Regions from separate parts of the Cricetulus griseus genome. Here region 1 is linked to region 2. A link is a contact called in public Hi-C data. All regions are on one chromosome and are shown on one strand. The core of a region is the stretch at or near the end of the contact, and the rest is flanking DNA. Distances in the headings are between cores, read along the strand shown. Region 1 overlaps Camsap2 (calmodulin-regulated spectrin-associated protein 2). Region 2 has its middle 13 kb from the start of Kif14.

What was found. A called contact is a pair of places that touch in the nucleus more often than the background predicts.
Region 1: a Hi-C map of liver shows a contact between it and region 2, with 4 times the contacts expected there. The contact joins two enhancer-like sites. A contact is called at or near these places in 3 of 8 Hi-C or Micro-C datasets (the CHO-K1 cell line, fibroblasts and liver).

The regions. Positions count from the first base shown.
Region 1 is chr5:52,950,025-52,956,537 of CriGri-PICRH-1.0, reverse strand. All of the region lies in intron 2 of Camsap2 (calmodulin-regulated spectrin-associated protein 2), which reads right to left. Among named protein-coding and RNA genes, the nearest start is that of Camsap2, 35 kb to the right of the region's middle. Within about 2 kb of position 4,712, at least 1 of the 6 cell types and tissues checked has open chromatin away from gene starts, as enhancers often do.
Region 2 is chr5:52,812,415-52,818,860 of CriGri-PICRH-1.0, reverse strand. No RefSeq gene overlaps it. Among named protein-coding and RNA genes, the nearest start is that of Kif14, 13 kb to the right of the region's middle. Within about 2 kb of position 4,705, at least 2 of the 6 cell types and tissues checked have open chromatin away from gene starts, as enhancers often do.

The sequences.
Region 1 (6,513 bases), core at 3,463-5,962, 140 kb before region 2:
GAGAAATGAAGGTTAAAGAAATGGGCATTGGGGCTGGGAGACAGCTCGGTGGGTAAGAGCTCTTGCTGTGCAAGAAGAGGGGCCTGAATTTGAATCCACAGCACCCATATAAAAAGCTAGACATGACTGCACACCCAGAACCCCACCACTGGGAGGCTGGAGACAATGAAAGAATAAGGTAGAGGTGTCCTGCTCTGGTCTCCAGACCTGCACTCATGGGCATACACACCCACACACTCATTTGCACCATACACATACACAACACACAGATAGGAAAAGCAGAAACAAGAGCTTCTAAGTGTTGTAAGAAGTGTATTAGCCTCACAACGAAAGAAATACAATGGCTATATAACATTTATACCTCTTACAACACAGTCAGATACATAACTAAGAGAAAAATTCCTAACACGAACACTAGTCTCAGCCCCACACAGAAGTCTTCCATAGGGACAGAGGAGGAAACTAAGACTTAGCTTATAAATAGGAAGTACTTAAGTCATTCTACTGAAATGGCACATACAACATGGACATATCAGAATGTTTTTAAAAGAGTTATTCCAAATTAGTAATTAATACTTCACATTATCATACAGTTTTGCTACTTGGAATAGATTTAACCTCAAATGCTGAGATGTTTAATGTGGCCCTTCTGGACAGAAATATAAAGAAACAGCATATCGGTAGCCAAATTAATGCGGTATATGGTTTCAAAGGAAATATTTTAAAGCATCATTTCTAAATATCATCAAAACACCAACTTTCTGGTCTTAAGTCTTATCTCAGGCAAATCCCTCATGCTGCTGTGCATCAATGGCCTACACTGCAAAATCAGGCAGTGGCAGCAGTTTATGCACCAAAAATGACATGCTGAGCAAAGTGGCACACACCTGTGAATCTCAACACACAGATGGCAAGAGCAGGTTCAAAGCTAGACTGAGCTACAGGGAGCCCTGTCTCAAAAAGCCAAGGGGTTGTAGCTCAGAGGTAGAACGCCTGCTTAATATGACTGAGGCCCTGGATTCAATCTCCAGGACTGAAAAACAAATAACACAATGCATATCAAGAATATTGTGGTGGTCTGAATGAATATCAAGAATATTGTGGTGGTCTGAATGAAAATGGCCCCCACAGGCCAACAGGGTGTGGTACTATTAGGAGATGTGACCTTTTTGCAGAAAGAATGTCACTGGGGGTGGGCTTTGAGTTTTCAGATGCTCAAGCCAGGCCCAGTGTCACTCTTTATTCCTGCTGCCTGCCAATCCAGATGGAGAAATCTCAGCTGACACTACAGAGCTGTGGTAATAACACAAAAACAGCCACCTACTGGCAGAGCACCACTGAAAGCCCAGAAGCAAGCTCACACATGTACAGCCATCTGATTCTTGATAAGGATGCTGAAAGGCAAAGAAGACAGCTTTTTAAACAAGTGCTGCTGGCAAACTTAGATGCTCACATGCAGAAGACTGAAACTAGATCAACTGAAAATACAAAGACTCCAGTGTTGACCTGAAACACTGAAATACTTCAAATCCAGACACAAGCAATGGCTTTCAGAATATTACTCCAAAAGCTCGGGAAATAAAAGCAGGAAGTCATAGCCAGGAATGCATCTAATTCAAAAGCTTCTGTAGAGCAACAGAAACAATGACCAGAGTAAAGAGAGCACATGGGATGGGAGGTGTTTGCAAGACACTCATGTGATAGACAATCAACAGCCAGAATAGAGCAAGCATCTCAAAAAGTTGAAACACCAAAGGAGCAAACAATCCACTCAACAAATAGGCTAATGAACTGAACTCTTAAAATTAGTTAAGTATGAATAGCACATAAATACACAAAAAACGTGTTCAGCATCTTTAGCCACTAGGAAAATGCAAATCAAAGGTGCATCAAAACCCAACAGATATCAACAAGACTGCAGAGGGGTAGTATGTGGAAGGGAGGGTACTCTCTACACCATGTTGGTAGGAATATAAACTAGTCCAGCCACTATAAAAATTTGGTATGGAGGTGTCTTAGTTACTATTTTACTGCTGTGAGACATCAGGACCAAGGCAGCTTATAACAGAAAGCATTTAACTGGGGACTGGCCTACAGTTTCAGACGGTGAGTCCATGACCATCATGGAGGGGGATGTGGTAGCAGACAGGCAGGCCTGGCACTGGAGCAGAAGCTGAGAGCTTCCATCTCGACCCACATGCAGGAAGAAGAGAGCGAGACTGGGCCTGGAGCCGGCTTCTGAAACCCCAAAGTCCACTTCCAGTGATACACCTCCAAAGTTCCAGTAACTGGGGACAAAGCACTTAAACATGAGCCTATGGGGGCCATTCTCATTCAAACCACCACATAAGCTTCCTCAACAAATGAAAACCAAATCCCAGGCCACTTTTGGGCATACCAAAAAAAATCAAAGCCAACTTCCTATGGAAGTTGTATCTATGTATCTATGATTACTGACTATGGTCCTACTCACAACAGTCAAGGTACAGAACTAGCTTGGAGGCCTACTAATGGATAAAGAAAAGTGCGTGTGCTGCAAAAATGTACATGCACTCCTGCGCATGTGCTCACACATGCATACACACGTGTGCAAACCCACACATCTTATTCAGGCATAAATAACAAAACTGTCATAAAAAAATGAAAGCAGCATGCAACTGGAGATCATCACGTGAACTGAAATAAGCCAGCATTTCGGGCAAGCATCATGTTTTCCCCTATATGTGGATCACAAGTACAGTTAGAGGAAATTACTATAGCTTTTGCCAAAAACTTAGCGTTGGGTAACATACTGGTGGTACAAAGGAAAAATCCAATCTGGTTCAAAGGTTTCCTTAAAATAATGATGTACCTATCTTATGGTGGCATGGATGTAGGAGAAATAACTCCCACCCCCCCACCCCCCAATGCTGGGGAGAGATGCTCCCCTCACCCCTTGCTACAGACCAGGGAGCTGGGCCACCTTCTTACCAGCTGCAGTGCTCAAAAAAAGCAGGCCCTGCTCTTTGCCTAGGCAGCACAGTAGAGATGAATCTGTTGGCAGAGGTGTGGATGAAATAACCCTGAGGCCGTGAGAGTGGAATAGCTGGTCATGCCCCCCCCCTTGCCTGCCATGTGGTGGTGAGGGCCATGGAAAGATGCCCCCCACCCTGACCCTGCCACCCGTGGTGGGTGAGGGAGCTGACCTGTTCACCCATGACAGGCGTGGGTGAACCAGTCCTGATATTGTGAGCATGGGGGAGCTGTCCCCATTACTCACCTGTCACATGGCAGGCGAGAGATGCCTCCCTCCCATTAGCACCTGAGGCAGGGGGGAGAGCTGTCGCTGCCCCTCCCTCACCAGCTGCACCACTTGAGAGCGGTGCCTACACCTGGCCTGGGCAACACAGTAGAGCTGGCCCTGCCCTGAAGGTGTAGGTGAGGGAGAATTGACCCCGAGGATGTGAAAATTGGACAACTGCCTCCTGCCCCCCACACACACCTTGCTCATCGCTGCAAGGGGTAAAGTAACCAGGGCAATGCTGGAGAGCTCATTCTGGTGGTGCAGATGGGGGAGAGCTGGCGGGCTGACCAACCCTGCACTACCAGGCCCAGAGCCAGGGTTGTATGTTGGCCCACTCCAATATCCACCCCGTCTGTGATCTGCTGGAGCAAGGGGAGGTGAGGGTGGGTTGATCCTGCAGACCCAGGGCTGCAGGATCTCCATAACCCAGGGCAGAAACAGGATGTCCAGGAAGAGTCCCAGAGGGCCCAGAGTTAATGGTGTAGAGAAGACTAGGGCCCTTGAACCAGGCCAATGATTCTTTGCAATGAACACCTGCATGTAAAATGTATGGATAAAGGGCTTTACTGTGGGACTCACCGTGTCACACTGCATGACGAGATTTTCCTTTCCTCCCCCCTTTTTTTCTTTTACATTTTATTATGTTTTATTCTGGGGCTGGAGGGATATGGGTAGAATCAGGATATGAAAGACACAAAGAATAAATAAAAGAAAGCAAACAACAAAACAAAACAAAACAAAAACTGGTATACTCATAGCTAAAATCTCACAAGGTTTTTAAGTCTATACCCCAATTCTCTGTGTTCTGACCCACCCTTCAAACTGTAAGGTATTTTCTGCTTCCACTATTTTAGTTTCTTACCTAATGTGTCGTCACTACTTTTCTAGATTTGTTAGATTTGAATTATACTCTATTTCAATAGTCATGTGTTCCTGTGCTCAAAGTACTGGACTTTCTTGATTACTTTTGTAGTATGATCTGTGTTCATAACCTCAGACATGTATACTCCAGTGCCTTTCTATCAGGTGGGACCTGGGCTACATGGTTTCCCACAGAGAAGTTATCATCCTGAAAAAGGTTTGTCTTTACCTTTGGCAACAAGCCCAGGAAAACAAACATTTATGGTTTGTTGAGGTAAGTTCTTGTGTTCTGTGTTAACTTTACTAGGTTTTGTTTATTTTTCAATCTTAAAAACCTTAAGAAAAACTTTCCTTGTTCTTCAAGGTTTTTTTTGTTTTGTTTTGTGAGACAGGTCTTGCTTATACCCGAGGCTGGCCTGAAGCTTAGGATACTCCCACCTCTGCCTCCTGAATTCTAGGATCACAGGTTCGTGCCAACTCCAAAGTCTTCTAATTACCACTCTGATGAATGATTACTGTGCTGGCTTACCATTACTGTAACAAACACCCAAGTCAATAAACTTCTAAGAACAAAGGTTTATTTGGGTTCATGGTTTTGAAGTCATGGCTGAAGTTGTGACAGAACAAAACTGCTCACCCTCATGGCAGGAGGGTCAAAGAGAGGAGGAGGTCACTGGAGTTACACTATTCCTTTGAAAGACATGCTCCAATGACCTGGAAACCCCTCTTAACGGTGTCACCTTGGGGATCAATAATTTAACACTGGGCCTCTAGGGGCCCATTCACAACTATTTTTTTCACAAAGGTCTATAGAGCTACTTTGATAAAGTGCTTTAAAACTGTTGAACAATCTTAGCTAACTTCTTCATGGTTAACGTTTTGAAATGTCTTTTTTTTTTAAATAAACATTTTTATTAATTCTTTCAGAATTTCATACAATGTCTTTTGATCACATTTACTCCCAATTCCTCCCTGATCCAGCCTCACCTCCCCCAATCCCTTGTGTCCTCTTAAAATGTCCTCTTTTTAATTTAATAACATAAGTCCAATATGCTGTCCACATACTTGTGGGTGTGAGTCAGGTCTCTCTGACCTAGAACTACCTTGGGCAGTTTACAAGTGAAAATCTCACCTTATCTATAGAAACATATGTGATAACATGCTCTCAAGTCATACTGTAGACTTTTCATTGATGTGGATGTGTGAAAGATTCCATGAAAATTTCAAAAGTCTGATGGTTCTGGATGTCAGGCTATCAATCAAGACTGGTATCTTAAAGTGTATGCTATGAAAATAATTGAATATTCTTGTCAATTACAAGACTTTTATCAGAACTTCATTAAAATCCACCCCTTTTGTCATCCATTTTTTTCCCAGCTGAATGTACTCTTACAATCAAATTCACGGGAAGGCCTATACAAGATATTCATGAATACTTGCTTCACAACAATAGCTACTGTGAACAGCTATCCAGAACTCAACTCAGGGAATCCTTTAGTTCACCAGGCAACTTAGCAACATCTTTAATGTAACCACTTGTTCAAACTGTATAGATGATCTCTCACTCTCTATTTTAAACATTCCAAATACCACACAGGCCTGGGGACTAGAAGATGAGATTGTTCTAGACTACATATTGGTTAAATAAGAAAATATCTGTGACTCAATTAATACTACATGCTCTATCTGAATAAAGTTCTCTAGGGAACTGAAACCCAACTGCATAAAAATAATACAGGCTAAACAGAAGGAGCAGGGCTCACTTAATTGCCCTTACACCCAGATTCATGACCCAAAGCCATTATGCAAGTTCCTTTGCTATGTTCTTACTAGTCTTTTTTTTAAAAAAAACAAAAAACAAAAAAACATTAGTTTCTTTTAAAAGTTTGTCCCTGTTCCCTGTCAAAGATCTGCAGAAGTAAAACGCCTAACAAAACAATGCTGGCCCAGCCCTTGGCGGTGATAGCGCATGTCTATGGAAAACGAAAACTACTGAGCTCCAGGCAAACCTAGTCTGAAAACTACAACTTTTAAACCTCTTTCTTCTTAACACAATTAAATGGGGCTTTGACACTGGTGTCCACTCCCTCATACTAGACCTTCTCTGCACCAAGGCTCAGTCAAAACTTAGTTGTAGGACGATTGATCAGTGATGCTTTCAGAGAAACTCTTCCCCAAAGGAAGGAAAGGTGAAAGCTGTCAGCATAATTTCTTCAAGCCCCAATAAAGAAAACAAGTGAAAGGAAATGAAGGAGGGAGGAAGAAGGGATAAAGTTGAGAGATCTCATACACGTACGCTAACATAACAACTGTCACTGAAGACCCTCTCTCACACACATACATGTTCATACCGAATGAATGAATGAATG
Region 2 (6,446 bases), core at 3,456-5,955:
AATGTCATAACTGACACTGCCACCATGATGCATGAGTTAGGCAGTAGGGAGCACTTACCATGTGTTTAATCAAAGCACTCTGGGGAGAGAAAGCTAGGTGATGTATAAATGTTGCAATTTATAAGACATTCTACATAATTGGAGTCATTTATCACTTTCATTAATTCGCAAGTATATTGTATGCAGAAAATTCCTAAGCGGAAATAATGTCTTACATAAAGGATGCTTGGCTAGGCTCTGGCCTGTGATACCAGCACTCAGGAGGCTGAGGCAGGAGGGTTGTATCGTGTTCAAGCATGGTCACCATATCATTTGTAGGCCTGTCAAGACTACATAGCCACACCCTGTCTCAACATTCTTTCTCCTCCTTCAAAGGAAGTCTTCTGAGGAGGAAGGCAAGCATAAGGGAAAAGGGAGCTGGGAGGAGGAAGCTGGGAGGCTCTCAGGGTATCTTCTTAAAGCACTATACATATTTCTTACTGACTAGTTGATAAATCGTTACTCAATTTTCTTTAAACCCTTTTAGAGTAAAAGCTGTTTCACTTCAGTCTATAGATGCCCAGTGGGTAATTTAAAGCAATAGAGAGCTTGGTTTCTCTGCCTTCATTTTCTGCCTCCTGTCCTACCTTAAAACTGGGTCAGATTGTTCTTCAGCCTGCACATAGGCACACCAATCACGCCAATCATTTAAGGAGTGTTCATCTGAAGCTGGTAATTCTCACCTTCAGGAATGAAGACACCAAGATAAGAAGAACTACTTACTTTCAAGACTTGCAGGGACAACATAATTATGGTACTGGCTTTTACAACATCTTATTCTAGGCCACCAAATGGCAGCATTCCTGCAGGCAGTTTGGGTTCCAGGAATAGTGGAGCCTTGCAGGCAGATTAGCCCAGGATAAGGCTGGCCCCTTAGGCAGGAGGGTTAGCTCATGAAGGAACAAGCCTCATGCCTGAAGAAGGGACAGATCATCTCATGATGGGAACCAAACTGCCTGTGAAAGTGATAAATGTTCCCTGAAGCCTCCAGAACCAGCCTGAGGAAGGGCACAAACACCACACGTTTCCAACACTAGTGCCTTTTGCTCCCTGCTCCAATTCCTCCCCTGCTTCAGCAGAAAGTCATGGCACCACCTCCTAGAGACAGATCGAGGCACATCGATCCCCTTAACTTCCACATAGGGCCATAATTAGTTTCCCTTTTCTTCATTATTTCTTTTGCCATTTGCTTTTGGAGTCCAATGGCCAGGCTTAGCTTGTTAGATCTCCCTGAAGTCAGACCTCCCTGGCCTAAGACTCCCTGTAAGCAGATGGAAGGAAGCATAGTATTTTATATGTGACTGTTTCTAAACAAGGCATTTTGACTTTAACTTGAGGGAAAGCACTGTGCTTAAGAAATCTAATCTTGGGATGAGTGCTGTGGAGCATATACTGTCACAGTCTTTGAGGTCTGGGCAGGAGGAGCCCTCAAGTTTGAGGTAGCTGTGGCTCAAGCTTTAGCCACCTCATAGCCTTTTCTGAGACCTTTGGTTATAGTTCTGATACCTTCGCCATTTACACTTGCATCACAGCTGTGGCTGTGCGTGGCAAAGGCAGGCATTTGACAATAAGGAAAGCCAGGTGGGTTCATTATGACTTCATGAGCATCATGATTTGATCTTGTTTTGACTGCAGGAGAGGAAGCAGAATTCTCACAAACAAATAAAAAGACAGTGCTTTTACTCTGTTAAAACAGTGATAAAGTAATGTTTCACACTGCGGTGGGGAAATACTGTTTCATCATAATTTCATCAGATCATCAAGTGTAAAATGGAAGTTAGGAGAACAGAACTGTGGGTTTAATACAATTCTTAATAACAGCAGATAATCACCTGTTACTTTAGATGGGCACCCTCTAAGCTTTTAATAAAATGAAAACAGTGGCATAATAATTTAAAAGTATTGTAGCCAGTGAGAAGAGTGAAGAGGTGATCAAAGAAGTTGTGGGTGTAAGGGTGACTGGGTTCCTTTTGATTAACTGGTATTTTATACTAGCAGGGAGGGGAGAACAAGAATGTATTCCAATGGGGCGGCAGTGGCCCGAAGAGGCTGAGGTAATTGTCTTTTCTTAAATAGACTGGTTATTGCTGCACAATTTAAAGGCTGCTACAAAGCTAATAATTAAATTACTTCTAAGATAATAGATTTGGGATTCCTTTCTAAGTAGATAACAGGCACTGTTTCTCCAATAAGTGAAAAGGACCTATAGAAGTTAAAGTTTATTTAGCAAGTTAATGAAACTTTATTTTTATCTTCTATTTATGAGGGTTTTGACTGCATGTATGAATGTATGTGCATATGTGCACATGGCACAGTGCCATGAAGTCCAGAAGAGAACATTGGATCCCTGGAACTGGGGTTACAAGCAGTCGTGAGTCACCATGTGGGTGCTTGGAACTAAACCCAGGTCCTCTACAAGGGCAGCAAGTGCTCTTAACTGCTGAGCCATCTCTCCAGCACCTTTAGTGGTTTTTTTTAAGGAACAAAAACAATAAACCAGACTTCTGCACTTTAGCAGAAGCAGTGAAACACCCATTGCTAGTTTTCCCTGCCTATCAGAGACATCCTAATTAATTTTCATACTGAACTCATTTCATCCTTGCAGAACCCTTTGAGCACATAATCATCATAACTCAGACTTCAGAGGGCCCCCCAGGTGCCCAAGGTCAAAGACAGTTCCAGGATTCTGTGGGCTTTAACGTCTCCCATGGACGTTCTCTGTGCTCAGCTCTGACTTCTATAGGGCAGGATCCTATGACATTCTTCTTTCTTCTCCAAGACAGGACCATTTACTTTTTAAAAGCAAGACCTGTAGATTGGGGGGTTTCTTTCTTCCCTTTTACCTCCCACAAAGAAAACTAGATCAGAGCCCCAACACTTGGACATTGTGATTCATTGTGCCTGCTGTATTCCTGCGTTGACTCCCAGTGAATACTTCAGAAGTATTACAAAGAACATGGCTTAGAATAAAGACACAAAGTACAAACCATTTATGCACTAGAAAGACAGATGAAGCCACCTGTGGTGGTGCACACCTTTAGTCCCAACACTGGGGAGCAGAGGCAGGCAGATCTCTGTGAATTCAGGTCTACAGAGTGAGTTCCAGGGCTACACAAAGAAGTCTCAAAAAAACAAATCAAAACAAAAACAAAGAAACCAAAAAGAAAGAAAGACATAGGAAGTACCATAATGAACACTATAAATAACATTGTATGTCTTTTTTATTTTTTTTTTATTTTTTGAGACAAGATCTCACTTTGCAGCCAAAGAAGGCGGGGAAACCAAGGCGGCCTTGAATTTGCAGTGATCCTCCTGCCTCAGTCTCTTGAGTGCAGGCATTACAGGTGTGGAACACCATGCCAGGTTTGAAAATCATGAATTTATGGTCAGTAAAAGCAAGGCTGGCACTCCTGTGTCCTAGTTTCTCAGGCAGCTGAAGCAGGAGGCCCTCTTGAGGCAATGCAGTGGGCCCTACCTTAAAAAGAGGGGTATGGACGAGAAACTGAGTTCTATAACATTCAAAAGGCAGAGGCAGGTGGATCTCTGTGAATTTGAGGCCAGCCTGGTCTACAGACCAAGTTCCAGGACAGCCAGGGCTACATAGTGAGACTGTCTCAAAGCAACCAAACAAACAAAAAAATGCAAGTTTTTTTGTCCACTGCTACATTATATATTTCTATAAAATCATTTAAACCCTAAGTATTCCAACAACTTTGTTGTTGGAATAATAAAATTTCTTATTTAAAAAAACTGTCATTCCAATTATTATTATTATTATTATTATTATTATTATTATTATTATTATTATTGTGTGTGCAGGGTGTATGTGTGGGAGTGCATGCTGTAGCATGTGTGTATATGTGTATAGGTTAAAGTACAAGTCTGTGGAGTCAGATCTCTTCTTCCCACCTTTACGTGAGTTCTGGGGATCGAACTCAGGTTGCCAGGCTCACAGGGCACATGTCTTTACCCGATGAACCATCTCAACAGCCATAGAAGGATTTGTGTGTGTGTGCACGTGAGGAAAACAATACGGATTGAAGATTGAACATTTGGTTTTACATATTTAATATTAGTGCCAAGCATTAGCAGCAAGAGCACACTCGGTGACAATGAACAGCATTTGAGGAGACAGAGCTGTCTTTGTAGGTGCTAGTGAGACAGACAGACCTACCTAGAAGGACCATTTTAAAGTTACTAGGAACAAGAGCAAAGGGCATAGTAGATCCTGTAACTGTGACAAACTGGACATACTTAACTTGAGAGGAATTCTCTTCTTCTTCATCCACAGAGCAGTGGGGCCAGCACTTCCCTGGGAAAGCCCCATCTGGATGCATGTAGACAAAATCTGTGACAGCTTGTTCTCAGAAGTTCTTCAGGAAGTCAAGCAATGAGCTGTAGCTTGTGGGTTGTTCTTCTGCCGCTTTTGGCAGAGTGAGAATGGCAGAGGACAGGTCATCCAAACTACCAGAGATGCTCCCCACAGGGGCTTGCTCTTCTGTCCCTCAGTGGCCACTGGTGATCTTCTCACTCTTGGGGACATTTATGACTGCAGTGGTTGAGCTCCTACTGCCTGGCCCTGTGGGGTGGGGCATGAGTGGGTGCTCTAGCTTCCCCCTCATTTCTGAGTGGCATTTCTCCTCTGAACTCTGGACACGTGAGCCAGTGCCCGCAGAGCTGGGAAGCCTCGTCACCTTCCTCATTCTGTGCTCTTCCCTCTTAGAGGGCTGCCCACTCTTCTAGGCTTCTGTCATTGTACCATCACCCAAAACCAGGCCCCACCCTTCTTCTCTATCCGTTTCTGCTCCTCAGTACTTGGGCCATGCCCATCATTCCAGCTGCTGTGGGGCACTTTGCTGCAGCTCAATGAGAATGACTGATGAGCCAATTCGTCATGAGTAACGAGCTGTTTTGATAGATTGTACAGGAAATAGGATATGTGCATTGCTAAATACTGCTTCTCAGGTAAATGTGCTGTCTCATTTAATCCTCCTAAGAACCCAGTGGGTTGGGCACTATGATTATCTGCATTTTATACATGGGGAAACTGAGGCACAAAACTTACTCAAGCTGTTCCCAACCTTCCAGCTAAATGCTGCAGCAGCCAGGAATCCAAACCTAGGCAATGCCCTTTAGGGTTTCCCTTTCCTTTTTCAGCAGGAGCTTTGTAGACCAGGTTGGCCTTCAACCCTCTATCCTCCTGCCAATATAGGAAAATGCCTCTCTCTTAACATCTACTATGAAAGAGCTGAGAGGCCACTCCCTGGGGCCAGAAGAGCATACAAGATTCCCTGGAGCTGGAGTTACTGTGGTTGTGAGCCTCCTGGATGCTGGGAACCAAACTCCAGTCTTCTGGAAGAGCAGCATGGCCTTGTAAGCTCTGAACTGTGAGCTGGCTCTTAAATGCTGAGCTCTCTGAATCTTTGGTCTGTGGTCTGAGCATGGGTTAAATGCTCAGCTTGTGACACCAAGGACAAAAGCCCACAGCAACAGGCCACTTCCAGCTACATCACCAGGTCAAAACCAGCTGTGATGAAAACCAGGGGAGTTTTGTTTGATGAGGAGAGAGGAGGGAGGGTTGCATGCAACCGAAAGGAGGGCACTGGAAGTGGGCGGGGGGATCCCTGCATCACAGCCCATTTCATTCTTCAGTGATAACCTCCCTCCTTCCTAGAAACGGAAACAGAAATGGAACTCCAGCCAGGGCCAATGCCCATGTCCATCTGAACTCAGGAGAAAACTATGAGTGTGAAGACTCTCCCTCCTCAAAAGTCCAAGGAGTAGCAAGAGCCAGGAAGAGCCGGGAGGGGCCAGACCCCTCTGAGAAGTCCTATGTCCCGTCTGTGTCACTCTACCATCCCACATTAGCACCTTTCACACACAGAATTGGTCTACTGTGTCCTCTGGGAGGAAGCTACGCTTACAGATGGAGCCTTGATGAAAGAGTATTAGTTGCTACATTCCAGGAACAGGCCAGATCACTAAAGATTTGAACCGTTTAGGAAAATGGACAGAGAGGAGGCTAATGAAATCCAGTCTCACAAAGAGTACGGTCAAGCATTAAGGTAGGATTCATAGGATATTCAAATGGAGCTTTAGCAGGTAGAATTGCAGCAAATAATGAGGAAGAGGCCCTAGGGCAAGATGATGATACCTTTGGAGTCTAGGTGCAGACAGGAGCCTTCCGTGTGTAACGAGGGAGTAATAGCTTCCCTGTAAATGGTCGCATCTCATTTAGCACCTTTGTGCTCTCTCAGGCTTGCTATCCAGAAATAACATCCAGCTAAAGGGGAGAACAAGAGAGAAAAGGAGGAATTGCTATAGGGCCCAGAAACACGATGTCATCTTTCGTTTATTTGTCTGTTTTTTTGAGACAAGGTCTCACTCTGTAGCCCAGACATACTTCT